Regions from separate parts of the Mus musculus genome. Here region 2 is linked to region 1. Evidence: chromatin contacts called from public HiChIP or PLAC-seq data. All regions are on one chromosome and are shown on one strand. Each heading gives the region's core, a stretch centred on a gene start, on an enhancer-like site or on the middle of the called end of the contact. The rest is flanking DNA. Distances are from core to core; before and after follow the strand shown.

Evidence for each region. HiChIP or PLAC-seq counts read pairs in DNA pulled down with a chosen protein or histone mark.
Region 2: a contact with region 1 is called in an H3K27ac HiChIP or PLAC-seq map of the HPC-7 cell line, with 6 times the contacts expected there. The contact joins two enhancer-like sites. A contact is called at or near these places in 1 of 39 promoter capture datasets (embryonic stem cells), 4 of 15 datasets of contacts at CTCF or cohesin (the G1E-ER4 cell line, embryonic stem cells and large pre-B cells), 21 of 484 Hi-C or Micro-C datasets (CD4 T cells, CD8 T cells, the G1E-ER4 cell line and 8 more), 17 of 115 datasets of contacts at active chromatin or transcription factors (the 230-238 cell line, CD8 T cells, the HPC-7 cell line and 11 more) and 4 of 9 other capture datasets (adipose tissue, embryonic stem cells, liver and 1 more).

Annotation. Positions count from the first base shown.
Region 1 is chr17:29,428,043-29,435,177 of GRCm38.p6, reverse strand. It overlaps Gm36486 (a long non-coding RNA gene), which reads left to right. Exons shown (of 2, transcript XR_876726.3): 2 at 4,131-4,375. Gm36199 (a long non-coding RNA gene) reads right to left here and starts at 360. Exons shown (of 5, transcript XR_385508.3): 1 at 285-360. RefSeq lists an enhancer at 1-1,517. Within about 2 kb of position 3,212, at least 27 of the 459 cell types and tissues checked have an H3K27ac peak or open chromatin away from gene starts, as enhancers often do. A contact at or near this core is called in the HPC-7 cell line and germinal center B cells, where this site is marked.
Region 2 is chr17:29,507,571-29,514,705 of GRCm38.p6, reverse strand. No RefSeq gene overlaps it. Among named protein-coding and RNA genes, the nearest start is that of Gm26885, 20 kb to the right of the region's middle. Within about 2 kb of position 3,790, at least 59 of the 459 cell types and tissues checked have an H3K27ac peak or open chromatin away from gene starts, as enhancers often do. A contact at or near this core is called in the HPC-7 cell line and germinal center B cells, where this site is marked.

The DNA.
Region 1 (7,135 bases), core at 1,963-4,462:
GGAGCTGCAGCCCCAGGCAGTGGTGGGTGATGGGAACTGGATTTGGATCCTACACAAGGACGTGTGTGTGTGTGTGTGTGTGTGTGTGTGTACATTTATATATGTATATATATATATATATGAATGACCTCTGAGGCCCAGGTGCAGCGAGCGTTGCTTGAGGTGAGGTCAGCTGGGGACATGGAAGCCAGCTCTAATCATTTAATCATTGGACTACAACCCTTACTCAGCTGTACTTCAGCAGCAGCAAGTTTTAGCCTCCCCCCAGCCCCCCCCCCACTCACTTGTCTTGGGAATCCGATGCCGGCCCTTAGCCTCCCAGGCATGCCCTTGGCCCATCACGCCTTGTGACATTGCTCTGACTGTTACCCAACAATCCCATTATACCTTTGAGTAAGCATGACACACGTACTGTGACTCATCTATTGTTCTGCCCTCCCTCAGCTCTGGCCTCCGTGGCACTGACTGTCCCTCGGCTGGCATGTACCAGTGCCTTGTTCTACGGTGATGTCTCACGGGGCATGTCCTGTCATCTGGTGTCCAGCAGAGTTGAGCATCTCAGAGCATGTAACCTCCGCAAACCGGCTTTCTCACAGCCTTCCGGGGAGGCGGGGATGGACGAGAATCAAATGCTTGTTGTCGTCTTAAGATTTTTGCTTTTAACTGAGTGCATATGTGTGTGTCTGGGTGCCGGTATGCACACGTGAGTTCCAGCGCCCACAGGGCATCAGGCCTCCTGGGGCTGGAGTGACAGGTGGTTATGAATGCTCATGTGGTGCCTGAGAACTGAATTCTGGTCCTCTGCAGACCATAAGGACTCTTCACAATTAGAACTGTTTCTCAGGCATGAACATCCTGTTCTTCATGTTCATGTGTTGATGACTTTCACCACAATGAAATATTAAGCTTTGTCCCTTCAGCTGGCATGCCTGTGGTGTGTGCCCGGAACCATGTGGATTGCTATGGCCAGAACAGGGGAAGGCCACGTTCCTTTTCCCCTTTATAATGTAGTCATCTTGATGCTTTGCAACATCAGCGAGTGCTGAAATGTAGATACTGATACAGGACCTCTGATAGCCACAAGCACAAGAAGAACACTTGACTGGGGTAGCAAACGCTGTCTCAAGGGAAAGCTCTTTTTCCCAAGTGCTAGGATTACAGGGAGCCATCATACCTGGTTTAGACATATTTAAACATAACCGGTGAGAACTCTAGCCCGTCTAAGACATCTGTTTGTTCCACGGTGGGTAGTTCTGGCATCGGAAATGCCAGCTGACCAAACCAAGTAGTGCAGAGTGGGCTTTTCTCCCTAGGTGGAGAAGAACTGGGGGACAGGGCAGGGTGTGCTGAAGCCTATCTGTGATACCAATGCTAGGGAGGTAGAAGCAAGAGGAGCCTGGGTTCAAAGCCATCCTTGCTACATAGGAAATCTGGGATCATTCTTAGCTGCACATGACCCTGGGACCCTGCTCTGAGCAGCTGAGGGGCCTAGGACAGGCAGGCCACTCAGTATCTCTGGGCTTTGTTTTATCCACTGGGAACTAAGTCAAAGGAGACAGAAGGGCGGAGCAGCGGGCCTGCCACCAGTGACATCTATTTAAGTCTACAGCGTCTTATCTATGACTCCAAATGCCTAGAAGGACTGAAGACAAAATATATTTAGCACAGAGACCTGAGCTGAGCTGACAAAGGACCGGCTGTTTTCATTCCCTCACGTGAAAGTCTAAAGAGTTCTCTTCAGCGACATCACGGTTTGATTATAGTGTGCAGACCATACCCCGTGGGGCTGTTATGGTCTGGCTCTGGGTTGCTTTTCTGAACTCCAAAAGACTGGATGATAAGCCAGGTGTGGGGCTAACCTGTAATTCCAGTACTTGGGAGATGAAGGCAGGAGAATGAGGAGTTTAAGGCTAGCCTAGGACATATAAGTTGTGGGAAGCCAGCCTGAGCTACATGAGAACAGTTTTTTTTTTTTTAATAAATAAAAATGGGCCTGGAGAGATGGTTTAGTTTTTAAGAGTACTTACAGCTGTTGCAGAGGACCACAGTTCAATTGCCAGTACCCGCACTGGGTGGCTCACAAAATCTGTAACTCGGTGGTGGTGCACACCTTTAGTCCAGCATTTGGGAAGCAGAGGCTGGCGGATCTTTGAGTTCAAGGCCAACCTGGTCTTCAGTGCAAGTTCTAGGACAACCAGGGCTACACAGAGGAACCCTATCTTGAAAAACCAAAGAGACTCTGAATTACGTAACGTATTGCTGCCCAAAAGCATTGACGAAGAATACGCCCCTCCCACATACCTTTGCTGGCACAGGCTCTTAGTCTGTGGCCCGGAACTACTCATGTAGCCCAAGATGACCTCAAAAATCTCAGTGAACTTCCTGCCTTAGTCTCCTTAGAGTTAGGATTATAGACATGAGCTATGGCTTCCAGCTTTCTGCTGCAGGTCCCCCAACCCAACTGTTCAAACGGCCCCTAAGGACCTGGAGCCCGTCTTCCATCTCCCTCCAGTCAGTAGAAGTGTCTACCCACTTTCCCACTAGGGCTCCCCCAGGCCCGTTCCCTGCCCTTGACTCTCTGTTCTTCTCCATTCTCCATCCCACTGAACTTAAGTGGTCAGGCAGATGGCTTTGGTGATGTCTCCTCTTCTGAATGGCCAGCAGTTGAGGATGCCTGTGAGGATGAATTGACTCAAGGAGCGTCTGACTGGATCTCTCTGTGCTCCAAATACTGGTTGCGGACAGTCTGAGCAAATACCCCGCCTGCCGCTTCAACCGCGCTGAAGCCCTGGGGTTTTCTCACTACAATGTCCCCAGCAGACCAAATCCTAAAATAAACGCTCTCATTTGCTAGCTAGCGCTATCTCCAAGAAGAAAGAAAGGAGTCCTAGGTGCAGGTCGGAAGCCACTGTCAGGGGCTGTCAGGACCGCGTGTGTCACTTCCCTTTGGCCCAGGGCTGTCATGGGACCTGGGGTCAAGATACAGCTCTTCCCCAGCCACCAGAGGATCCTGGGGGCAGCCCCTTGTGACTTGCAGCCTCCAGTTTCCTCATCCCAGAGCCGAGCTCATGAATGCTACTTGGCAGGGTTGTGGAAAAGATTTGGTGAGCTCATGGGAGGGGTTTGCAAACTTTGAAGTGTTACTGGCATGTCTTGTTGCTAAGGGCAAGGCATGGCATCTTCTGTTTCATTTCCTCCAAGCTTGCCCCTCCCTCCCTGCTTCCTGCAGACAGGGAGTAAAAAACATGGCCAAGCAACCTGCAGAGGGATCCGCTTAATAGAAGAAATTGCTTAGTCAATGACAGCTAACATGACAGCTTAAAACCAGCCAGCCTGAGCCAGGCAAGGGCCCTGACTGGGACTCATGGCTTGGACCTTGGTACCAATCCTGTTTCTGTCACCAGCCAGGTTAACGGTGTGACCTTGAGTTAGGTTAGTGCTAATGAACTCTCTTGCCCTCATGTATCACACAGGATGATGGTCATGAGACCTAATTTTTCCAAGAGGCCATTGTGCAGGTGAAGGGGTTGGGTTGCTGTAGGTAACTGGCCCCGTGCAAATCAAGCCTGCAGATAGCATGGCTGGTTATTATTTTACTGTTACAACGTGTGTGTCTTCAAGAAGGATCATGGGATTAGCAGGCTGGGGGTGAGAGGCAAGGTGTCTGGTCTTTATGAAAGGTTGACGTGTCTTCAAAGATTTAATGTTCAGGCCAGCCCCAGGGGCAACAGAAGTCAGCTGTATGTTTGGACATCATTTGCCCAGGATGTTAGCCAGATTTCCAGGCTAGACACTATTGAGTAAGAGGTGTGTAGCCTTCACATGTGGACAGCCTGCTGACGTCTCTGTCTCTGGTGGAGGATGCCCCAGGCCCCAGACAGCTCACACTTTTTTTTTTCCCTGACTGAGGATTAAAGCTGGGGTCATGTGCACGTTCAGCAAGCATTCCATCACTGAGCTGCGTCTTTAGCTCTTTTTAGTCACAGTGTTTCCAGGCTCAATGTTTTGAGCTCAACTCTGTAGCTCAGGCTAGCCTTGAGCTTTCTATCCTCCTGCCTCAGCCTCCTGAATACCACTAGGTTCCACATTTCGTTCTAGCAACTTTCATCTGACTTATTCTTGTTTTTTAGTATGCTGCATGCCTTGGTGTTTTCTCTGCGTGTGTACACACCATGTGAGTGCAGTGACTTCGGAGGCCTGAAGAGGGCGTCAGATCCCCCGGGACTGGAGTGACGGTTGTGAGTCACATGTAGGTGCAAGGAAGGAGATTGAACTGGTCTTCTGTGTAAGCAATATCAAATATGAAAATTTTTTCTATCAAATACTGTAAAATCTGTTTGGGACATTGGAATTAAAATTCTTTGTCTTACCCACATCCTACAACTTCTATACAAATGTTTAAATTCTCTCATCCAATAAAGCCTTTCAAAGGCCCCTGCTGTGTTCCAGGAATTTGATAGCCAGGAGCGGTTACTCCCTCCCCTACCTCCTCTGTTTCCTGTGTATCATAGTTTTTTCTCAAACTAGCCAATCAGATAAAACTGTGAGGTCGGACGCTAGCCAATGGGGGGGGGGGAGATGACGTCACTACCCAAGTTAGCCCAAACACCAAACCACCAAACGCACCTCCTGTTTCTGTGTTCTGACTTCAGTGTGCACTCTCTTGATCAAGAGAAGAGCTTTAAACCGGGTATTCTGGCCCACGACCTTAGTTCCAGCACTCGGAGACAGAGGCAGACAGCTCTCCGAGTTCGAGGACAGCCAGGGCTACACGGAAAAACCCTGTCGGGGGAGGGAAAAAACCAAATTATGTTAGTGTTTTAATCCTCCCACCCAGGAAAACCTTTGTTTACACAAAAGCCTCCTGCTTCATGAATTTGGTAACTTGGAATAGTGACCCACACTTTCTCCTTCCTCCATATTTTTGTATGCTAATTCTTTTTTTTTTTTTTTTTTTTTTTGTATGCTAATTCTTTTCAGACTATCCAATGGGATAAGGCCGCGAGGTCTGACTCCAGCCAATGGGGAAAAGACACAGGCACTTGTAACATCAGAAAGAACAGCCAGTGCTTTATCGATGATCCATCACTCTAGCCCCTATCAACCTGTCTGTCTACCTGTCTATCTATCTGTGGATGTTGGGGGTGGGGAGTAAGAGGACCACTTTCTAAATTCAGTTCCTCATGAGGCTCCTGGGAATTGAACTCACATCATCAGACTTGGCAGCAAGCCCTTCAGCCCACCGAGCTACCCTGTTGGCTGTCTCCCCACTCCTCCCTTTTCTTTTAGACAGGGTCTTACTATGCAGCTTGGATTCACCTGGAATTAGTTATGTGGACCAGGCTGGCCTTGAAATCAGAGATCCACCTGCCTCTGCCCCACCTGTGCTAGGATTAAAGGTATCCATCGCCTGGCTACACTATAACATTCTGAGAGGCAAGAAATTGTCTATCCTGGGACCTTTGAGCCCAGCCAGTCAACTGTCTTCAGAAAGACTAATGTTGGGGGTCTATTGCTTGGTATGGGCCCGCTTGTGTGTGCATATATATGTGTATGCAAATGTGTGAGGGAGCTAAAAGTGGAGGTCCAGAATCATCTTCCATCAATCTACCACTTTATTCACAGAGGCAGGGGCTCCTAGTAGAGGCTGGAGCTTGCAGATGTAGCTCGCCTTGCTGGGGATAACCCAGCCAGCTCTGGAGGGCCTTAATTTCTACCTTCTGAGTTTGGAATCAGACAGGCCACCACACCCCTGGCATTTATACAGTTTCTGGCTATCCTGACTCTGGCTTATTCAACAGTTGCCTTAAGCAGAGCCATTTCCCCAGATCTCTTGGGTTTGCTGCTGCTGTTGTTGTTGTTTGTTTGTTTGTTTGTTTGTTTCTGAAGCTGGGTTTCAGGCACACCCCTGGTGGCCTTGCACTCACAGTATTGCAAATACCGTTCCTGGATCCTGTTTCTCAGGCCTTCACCTCTGCAGTGCAGGGATTAGAGATAACACCTTTGGAAAAGGGGCCCACACTAAATCTATCTCACTGTTGTTTTGATGATGTGAAAACAAGCCAGCGTGTATTGTGGTGTAGAGTGTAGCATCTGAATGAACTTGAAAGTAAAAACAGGAGACTTCAAAGACATTTTATGCTCTGGGGTGGGGTCAGGTGTGGCTGCTCTGGGGTGAAAAACACTAGAGCTCAGAGTGACAAAGGGGTGCCACCTTTTTTACCACGTTTTCTCTTTCCTGTCACCTGTTGACAATCTGCCCCTAGTGGCTCTTCCCATCCTTGAGTTAGTAGTCCCTACTTGTCTGTTCTTAAATCTGTCATTCCCCTCCCACATTTGACTTCTTTCTTTTCTTCTTTCTTCCTTCCTTTCTTTCTTTCTTTCTTTCTTTCTTTCTTTCTTTCTTTCTTTCTTTCTTTCTTTCTTTCTTTCTTCCTTCCTTCCTTCCTTCCTTCCTTCCTTCCTTTCCTTCCTTTTTTTCTTCTTTTTTTTAATGATCGGGCTCCCCTAGACAATTCTAGATGTACTGATCAAGCTAATTCGCATTAAAGTGTAGATGGCTGATAACAGCTTAATTTATTACCACTCCCGTGGGTGGGAGTGGTTTTAAAGAGTTGAAGTTTCTCATGGGGAAAGAATGCACACGCATGCTTGCAGTTTCAAGCTTGGGTGGGGATCCGTGGGGGTGTGGGGTGGTCACTGTGACCCTAGGTCAGATCCAGCCACGGTTAGTCTGCCCTGAATGGAAAACCCTGCCCGTTTTCCTCTGTAGCTCACACTACCTTCATTTTTTCTGGGCAGCATCCAAGAACAGGGTTTTTTCGAAATAGAATGTGTCTCACCAGGAAAAGCCACGTGTGTGTCCCTGTCCCTCGAGGCCAGGGGTGTGGTGGGGATGTTTGGGGCTCAGCAGCCTGACTTCTAGGTTTGTAGGTCAGGTCCCACCTGGGCCAGTGAGGCACCAGGGCTCCAGGCCATCAGCTGTCTGCCAAAGCAGGTGGTCCAGACACACCTGGGCCAAGGAGAGCAGAGTGAGCCGCTTTCCCGAAAGCAGAGAGGCTGTGCCTAACATTCCCTGGCTTTGCTTGGTTAAGGTCTGGTGCAGCTCTGGTTTCCAGGGAGGCCTGAGACAGGG
Region 2 (7,135 bases), core at 2,541-5,040, 79 kb before region 1:
TTCAGAATAGCGAGCAGTCTAACTCCTTTTCCCAATAAACTGCGAGAAATTCATTTGGACCTGGGGCAGTTCTTCAAATGACCACTAGGTGGCAATCGGCGACAAGTTTCCAGTTAGCACTGCCGGCCAAAACAAGATTCTACAAACAGTATTGAAACCTACAACAGGATTTAATCCCTGCCCCGGTGTCTTCAGCCCAGTCACAGCAGAAGTGAGGAGGCTGGAAACCAGAAATAAACTCGATTAAGAGAAACTTGAGCCGGGCCAGGTGTAAGCGGGTCATTCCACCAGCTGACGACCCTAAGGCAGGAGGGTCAAAAAGTTCCAGGCCTACCGGAATTCGAACTCCAGCAATTTGGTGAGACTGTATAACAAAATAAAAAGCAAAAAGATGGCTGGGCCCGAAAGCACAAAAGATGGCTCCTCAGATTAAAAGTGTTTGCTGCAGGGTCCAGGCAGCCTGAGTTCAACCCTGGAAACCTCATCCTAAAGCTGTCCTTTGACATGTACACACAGGCACACACGCACACACACACACACACACACACACACACACACACACACACACACCATAGCACCCATGTGCCTATACACACACACAGTAATAATAAGAATAAATAGATGGGGGCTGGAGATGCTCAGCGGGTAAGAGCACTGACTACTCTTCCAGAGGTCATGAGTTCAAATCCCAGCAACTACATGGTGGCTCACAACCATCCTTAATAAGATCTGATGCCCTCTTCTGGTGTGTCTGAAGACAGCTACAGTGTACTTAGATATAATAATAAATAAATCTTAGGAAAAAAATAAATAGATATGTTTAGCTTTTTAAAGAGACACTAGAAGGTACTTGGTGTGGGAAACTCTAAGGTTCAGTATACAAAAATGAGCTGTGTAGCCTTGGCTATCCTGGGACTCTCTCTGTAGACCAGGCTGGCCTCGAACCTACAGAGATTCATTCACCTGCCTTGGCCTGTGAAGGTGTGTGTCTCCCATTTTCTTTTCTTTTTAAGATTTATTTTATGTATGTGAGTACACTGTTGCTCTCTTCAGAAAGAAGAGAAGAGGGCTTCCAATCCCGTTATAGATGGTTGTGAGCCGCCATGTGGTTGCTGGGAATTGAACTCAGGACCTCTGAAAGAGCAGTCAGTGCTCTTAACCGCTGAGCCATCTCTCCAGCCCCATGTGCCTCCCATATTCTCCACTCTATCACCTTCTGGGGAAGCCTTCACACTTCCACTAAGGCTGCTTCTGTTAGGGAGGCCCTCCCACTTCTACTCCTGACCTCTCCAGCCCCACCCCATCTCCGCAGCCTGTCACAGGTGGCTACCCCCTCTTCGGCCAACAAGTGTCGCTCTTGGCTCACGGACTCCAATCTAGCTGGCTCCTGCTTCTTCCCTTTCTACCACCCTTCCTCCCCTGGCTTCAGTCCCCAGGCCTCAGTCCCACCTCCCCTGGGCTTCACTCTGCACTGATGACCCAAGCCCTCCCCCATCCCTTCGGTTTTGACCTCTCTGAAATCCACTTTGTTTATGTAACTGCTTCCACTAAGACCGGTCCACCGGTCACGGAGCTCAGCAAGAGCAGGTCAGTACCTATGCCCTGGGAACAAACAGAGCCTAGCAAAGAGATAAGCGGTCGCTTACAAGGTGAGGGTCAGAGGAGAGAATCGATTCCCACAGGTTGCCCTCTGACCCCAGCCCTCTCACGGTGGATGGCCAGCCCACATCCATACATTCGCACTCATGAGTAAATGAGTGTAATTTTATCTTTTTTGTTTGGTTGGTTGGTTTTTGGTTTTTCGAGACAGGGTTTCTCTGTATAGCTCTGGCTGTCCTGGAACTCACTCTGTAGACCAGGCTGGTCTCGAACTCAGAAATTCACCTGCCTCTGCCTCCAGAGTGCTGGGATTAAAGGCGTGCACCACCACGCCCAGCCGTAATTTTACATTTTAATGCAAAGTCTATTTATGAGGCTTACTGTTGGGGACGGGTATAGTGGCACAGGCCTTTCACTCTAGGGCTCAAGCCACAAAGGTAGGTCAGCCTGATCCCCATGGAGAGTTCGGGGACAGCCAGGACTACACAGAGACCCAGACTCAAAACAAATGAACGCGCTTGTCTACTCCAAGGATCTGACGCTGCTGCCGTCTGGCTTTGAAAGGTACCCGAGCTCGAGCACACATGTGCACATGCAGACACACACATAATTTACAATTTAAAAAAGGGAGCTAGAGAGGTGGCTCAGCGGTTAAGAGCACTTACTGCTCTTCCAGAGGCCCTGAGTTCAAATCCCAGCAACCGCATGGTGGCTCACAACCATCTCTAATGAGTTCTAATGCCCTCTTCTAGTGTGTCTGAGAAGAGCTACAGTGTACTCACATACATAAAATAAGTAAATCTTTAAAATAAAATAAAATAAGTCACTGGATGGTGACTTATTTTAAGTCACTTTTAATATTAAGCACTTGGGAGGCAGAGGCAGGCAGATCTCTGAGTTGGAGGCCAGCCTGGTCTACAGAGAAAGTTCCAGGACAGCCAGGGCTACACAGAGAGACCCTGTCTCCAAAGTAAATAAATAATAAATAAATAAATAAATAAATAGATAAATTAGTCTTGACTAGGTTGGAGCCCCTGCCTTTAATTCCAGGGCTCTAGAATTAGAAGCACACCCAGGGCCTTTTTGCAGTCAAAGCCAGCCCATTCTACATAGTTTCAGGCCAGCCAAGCTATACAGTGTAACCCTGTCATTCATATATATATGTATATGTATATATATATATGAATGACATCTCTTTGTTTGCTAGGAAGAACTAGTGTGCTGCGGAGCACATATGGAAATCTCCTTCCACCACACAAGTTCCAGGATTGACCACAAGTATCTTTATCCACTAAGCTCTCACCACCTGAAAAGCTCTTGTTAACACCGTATAGACTTCAGTGCTGGTGGTACCAAGACAGAGCCCCAGAGTTGGTAGTCTCCCTACAGAGAGGTTCCTTTGGCTGGGAACTTATAGTTAGATCTCAAACCCAGGACAAATGACTACCAGAGGTGCCTATTTAACATAGCAAAGCAACCCTGGCCCCAGGTTCTCCCAGCATCCCTCAGTCCCTGCCTGTTACAGGGCATGGCTGGCATACCCTAAATTTCTCCAGCCCAGAGGCTGGGGTGTTCTTCCCCAGCTGCCTTCCCTAGATAGCGCAGCCATTTTGGAAACTTGGCCTTACTCTTCCAGCCCTCTGTTCCCCTTTGCTCCCCTCTCCTCCCAGGGCCAGGTCTTGTTCACTCTGGACTCTCCAGGACTTCCCAGCTGCTGGCTCTCTCCCTCGCATCTACAATAAACCTCCTCTTCCACCATACCTACGAACACTGGTATCTTCTTTATTTTTTATTTTCTTTTTAAAGATTTATTTATTTATTTTATGTATATTAGTACACCATTGCTCTCTTCAGACACAGCAGAAGAGGGCATCGGGTCCCATTACAGATGGTTGTGAGCCTCCATGTGGTTGCTGGGAATTGAACTCAGGACCTCTGGATGATCAGTCAGTGCTCTTAACCGCTGAGCTAATCTCTTCAGTCTTATTTTCAATTTTTCATTCACTAATGTTCGCAAACATCAGTCCCCAAGTAGTTGGATCCTACCAATAACCAGAAAGCGACTTAGAAGGCACTTCCTCTCAGAGTCAGCTGGCCAGAGAGTCGACCTCAGGTGAGAGGGCCTGGGTTCTCACAGGAACTAAGGCACACTAACCACAAACGGTCTTAACTTCTGACCTCAAGGGTCATTCCCTCTCCGCCTGTCGCTCACACCAGGAGTTCCAAGGTCACTGAGCTAAGTGAAGCGCAGCCCTGCACGTTCTGATGTGACATCAATGACAGTTACCTCATCTGTCTTCCTCTTCTCCTTTTCTTTTTTTTCAGGAACTTGAAGATAGCTCAGGTAGACTGACATCCTTGACCCCTGACTGCTGCGTGTTATGACCTGTGGGTGACCTTTGACTCTGGCTAACCAAACCTCCACCCTTACTTCTAGCACGCTAAAAGCCCACACTTCCTACCAAGAGCAGTGAAGTTGGTTTACCATGTACAGACCAAAAGCTACCTTAGTTTCCCTCCACCTCCAACCACCCTGCTCCATTCCACAAATCCTCTAAATGCTAGGAAGAAATAAATAAATAAATTCTAGGCGGCTGGGTGGTGGTCCTGTACACCTTTAATCCCAGCACTGGGGAGGCAGAGGCAGGTGGAGTTCTGTGTGTTTGAGGCCAGCCTCGTTATCAGTGTGAGTTTCAGGACAGCCAGGGCTACACAGAGAAACCCTGTGCTGGAAAAAAAAAAAAGTTCTAGGCTACCCTAGGATACATGAGACTCTGTCTCCAAACAAACAAGAGCCCAAGAATAGTGGCTGTCTAGTGCCTTTAATCCTAGCACTTGGATGAAAACAGATCTCTATGAATCTATTGCCTGGTCTACAGAGCGAGTTCCAGGCCAGCCAGCCAGTGAGACCCTGTCTCAAAAACCCAAACAACAAAGCCCCCTTAAGTGTCTTGGCAGAGGCTTGTCTGTAGGGTGCTTAGGGTACACAGAACAAACCAGTCAGGAGCTGCATCTGCAATAGCCTAAGCAAGGCAGGGTGATGAGGGGATGGGGCCTGGGGTAGAGGCAGTGGCTGGTGAGGAATCCGGAACTAGGATGGATAGAATTTATTAAGAGGAAGGCTACAGGCTGGGAGAGAACCCAGAGGTGCTGGGGTGGGGTGGACTTATAGGAAACAGGAGTGCAGAAGGGCTTTGTGAGAAGTTAGGAGTTAGCCCAGAGATGTGCAAGTGGAACCACCTTATAAGAACCAGGAGTGTAGAGGGGCTGGAGAGGTGGCTCAGTGGTTAAGAGCACTGACTGCTCTTCTGAAGGTTCTGAGTTCAAATCCCAAGCAACCACATGGTGGCTCACAACCATCTTTACTTATTTATTATAATAAATAAATCTTTGGGCCAGAGCACTCAGGGACTGAGAGGACAAGCAGAGGTCCTAAATTCCCCAGCAACCACTTGAAGGTTCACAACCATTTGTATAGCTACAGTGTACTCCTATACACTAAATAAATAAATCTTGAAAGAAAGGAAGGAAGGAAGAAAGGAAGGAAGGAAGAGGCATACAAAAGGAGCTCGTTTCATGGCTCCAGGACACCGTGAAGCTGTGTTAGAACATTCTCTGTTATCCGTGGATGGAACCCCATTCTGTCCACAGCAGATCAGTGACGCAGCAAGTTTCCAAACAGAATTCGTGCACAGGCTGGGAGGCACAGGCTGGGAGGCACAGGCTGGGAGGTAGCTCTGCGGGCAAGAGTGCTTGTTGCACAAGCATGACAACCTGCGTGAAAATCTGCAGAGCTCACTTAAAGAGCCAGGTTAAAAAAAAAATCACCAGTAATCGCCATATGGAAGGAAGGGAAGGTTAGAGTCTGGAGGATTGCTGGGACTACAAGGCTAGCTTGAGATTCTGAGAGACCCTGTCTCAAGGGAATGAGGTCATGGGTCACAGAAGCCACCTGACTTCCGCCTCTGACTGTCAGGCACATCTGCTCACAACACACCTGTACTCCGGGGCTTCCAGCTGTGAGTCTAGCGGCTCCGCTCAATTCCCACTCCCCCTCAGGAATAGTGCCCCTGGCTGGGCAGGGGTGGTGTACACCTTTAATCCCAGCACTTGGGAGGCAGAAGCAGGCAAATCTCTCAGTTTGAGCCTAGCCTGGTCTACAGAGGGAGTTTCAGCCAGAACTACACAAGAAACCCTGTTGCAAAAACAAAAACAAAACAAAGCAAAACACAAAGATAAAACAGCAAAACAAAATAAAACCTGAGGGGGCTAGAGAGGTGGCTCAGAGGTTAAGAGCACTGGCTTCTCTTCCAGAGGTCCTGAGTTCAATTCCCAGCAACCACATGGTGGCTCACGACCATCTGTAATGGAATCTGATACATGCAGGCAGATACAAATATATAGGATAAAGAAAGAGGTTTGTTTAAAGTGTGGGGGGAAAACAAGGGCAGGCCAAGCTTGGTGGCACACCCCTTTAATCCCAGCACTCAGGAGGCAGAGCAGATGGAACCTGTGAGTTCGAGGCCAGCCTGATCTACAGGGACAGTCCCAGGATAGCCAGGGCTACATAGACAGAGGGGGTGGGGAGGGGGGGTGAAAAGAAAGGAGGTGACCAACAGTCTATGCCAAGCCTGTTGATCTGACTTAGATAGCCAGGGACCCACAAGGTGGACCCCCAGGGTCCCAAATGGTGGAAGGACAGAGCTAACTCCCATATCTGTTCTCTGGCCCCCACATTCCCTTCATGTCACGCTCAAACACACACACTACATTTTAAAGTGTCAACTTTTAAATATTGGGAATGGGGAATTGTTTTTCATGACGGGGGTTTTTCTGTATAGCCTTGGCTGGCCTGGAACTCACTCTATAGACCAGGCTGGCTTTGAACTCAGAGATCTGCCTGCCTCTGCCTCCCAAGTGCTGGGATTAAAGATGTGCAGGACCACTGCCTATCTAAGAATTACTTTTGGAAATCATTAGTACCAATGCCTTCCCTACATGGTCTAGGTTCTTGTACACACACACATACATGCACTCATGCACATGTACACACACATACACACACCACACAGAGTCATTTATCCCACCTGCACTTGGACTTGGGCAGTTATCATGCATCAAACTTCTGACCGTATGCCTGCTACCAAATGCTGCCCTGCTATCCCGCAGCCCCTGCAGGTTTCCCCATAGCACATATTCCCTGATTAAGCATGGATAGTTACCTCCTCCCCGTCCCCTCCCCAGGACACAGGAACACCATATTTATTTCATGGCTGCTTTCCCCAACACCTAGAACAACGCCCAGCCCATTGCAGGTGCTCTATAAATACCTGTGGAGTGAATGCACACAGCCCCTCTGCTGAACAGAAGGGCCTGTTCAGGCCTGCTGCCCTAACTGACAGGAAGGGCGGCTTGGTTTTGTTTGTGGTGGATTTTTGTTTGCTTATTGTTTTGTTTTGTTTTGCTTTGTTTTGGTGAGTCTTTTTCTTCCTTCCTTCCTTCCTTCCTTCCTTCCTTCCTTCCTTCCTTCCTCCCT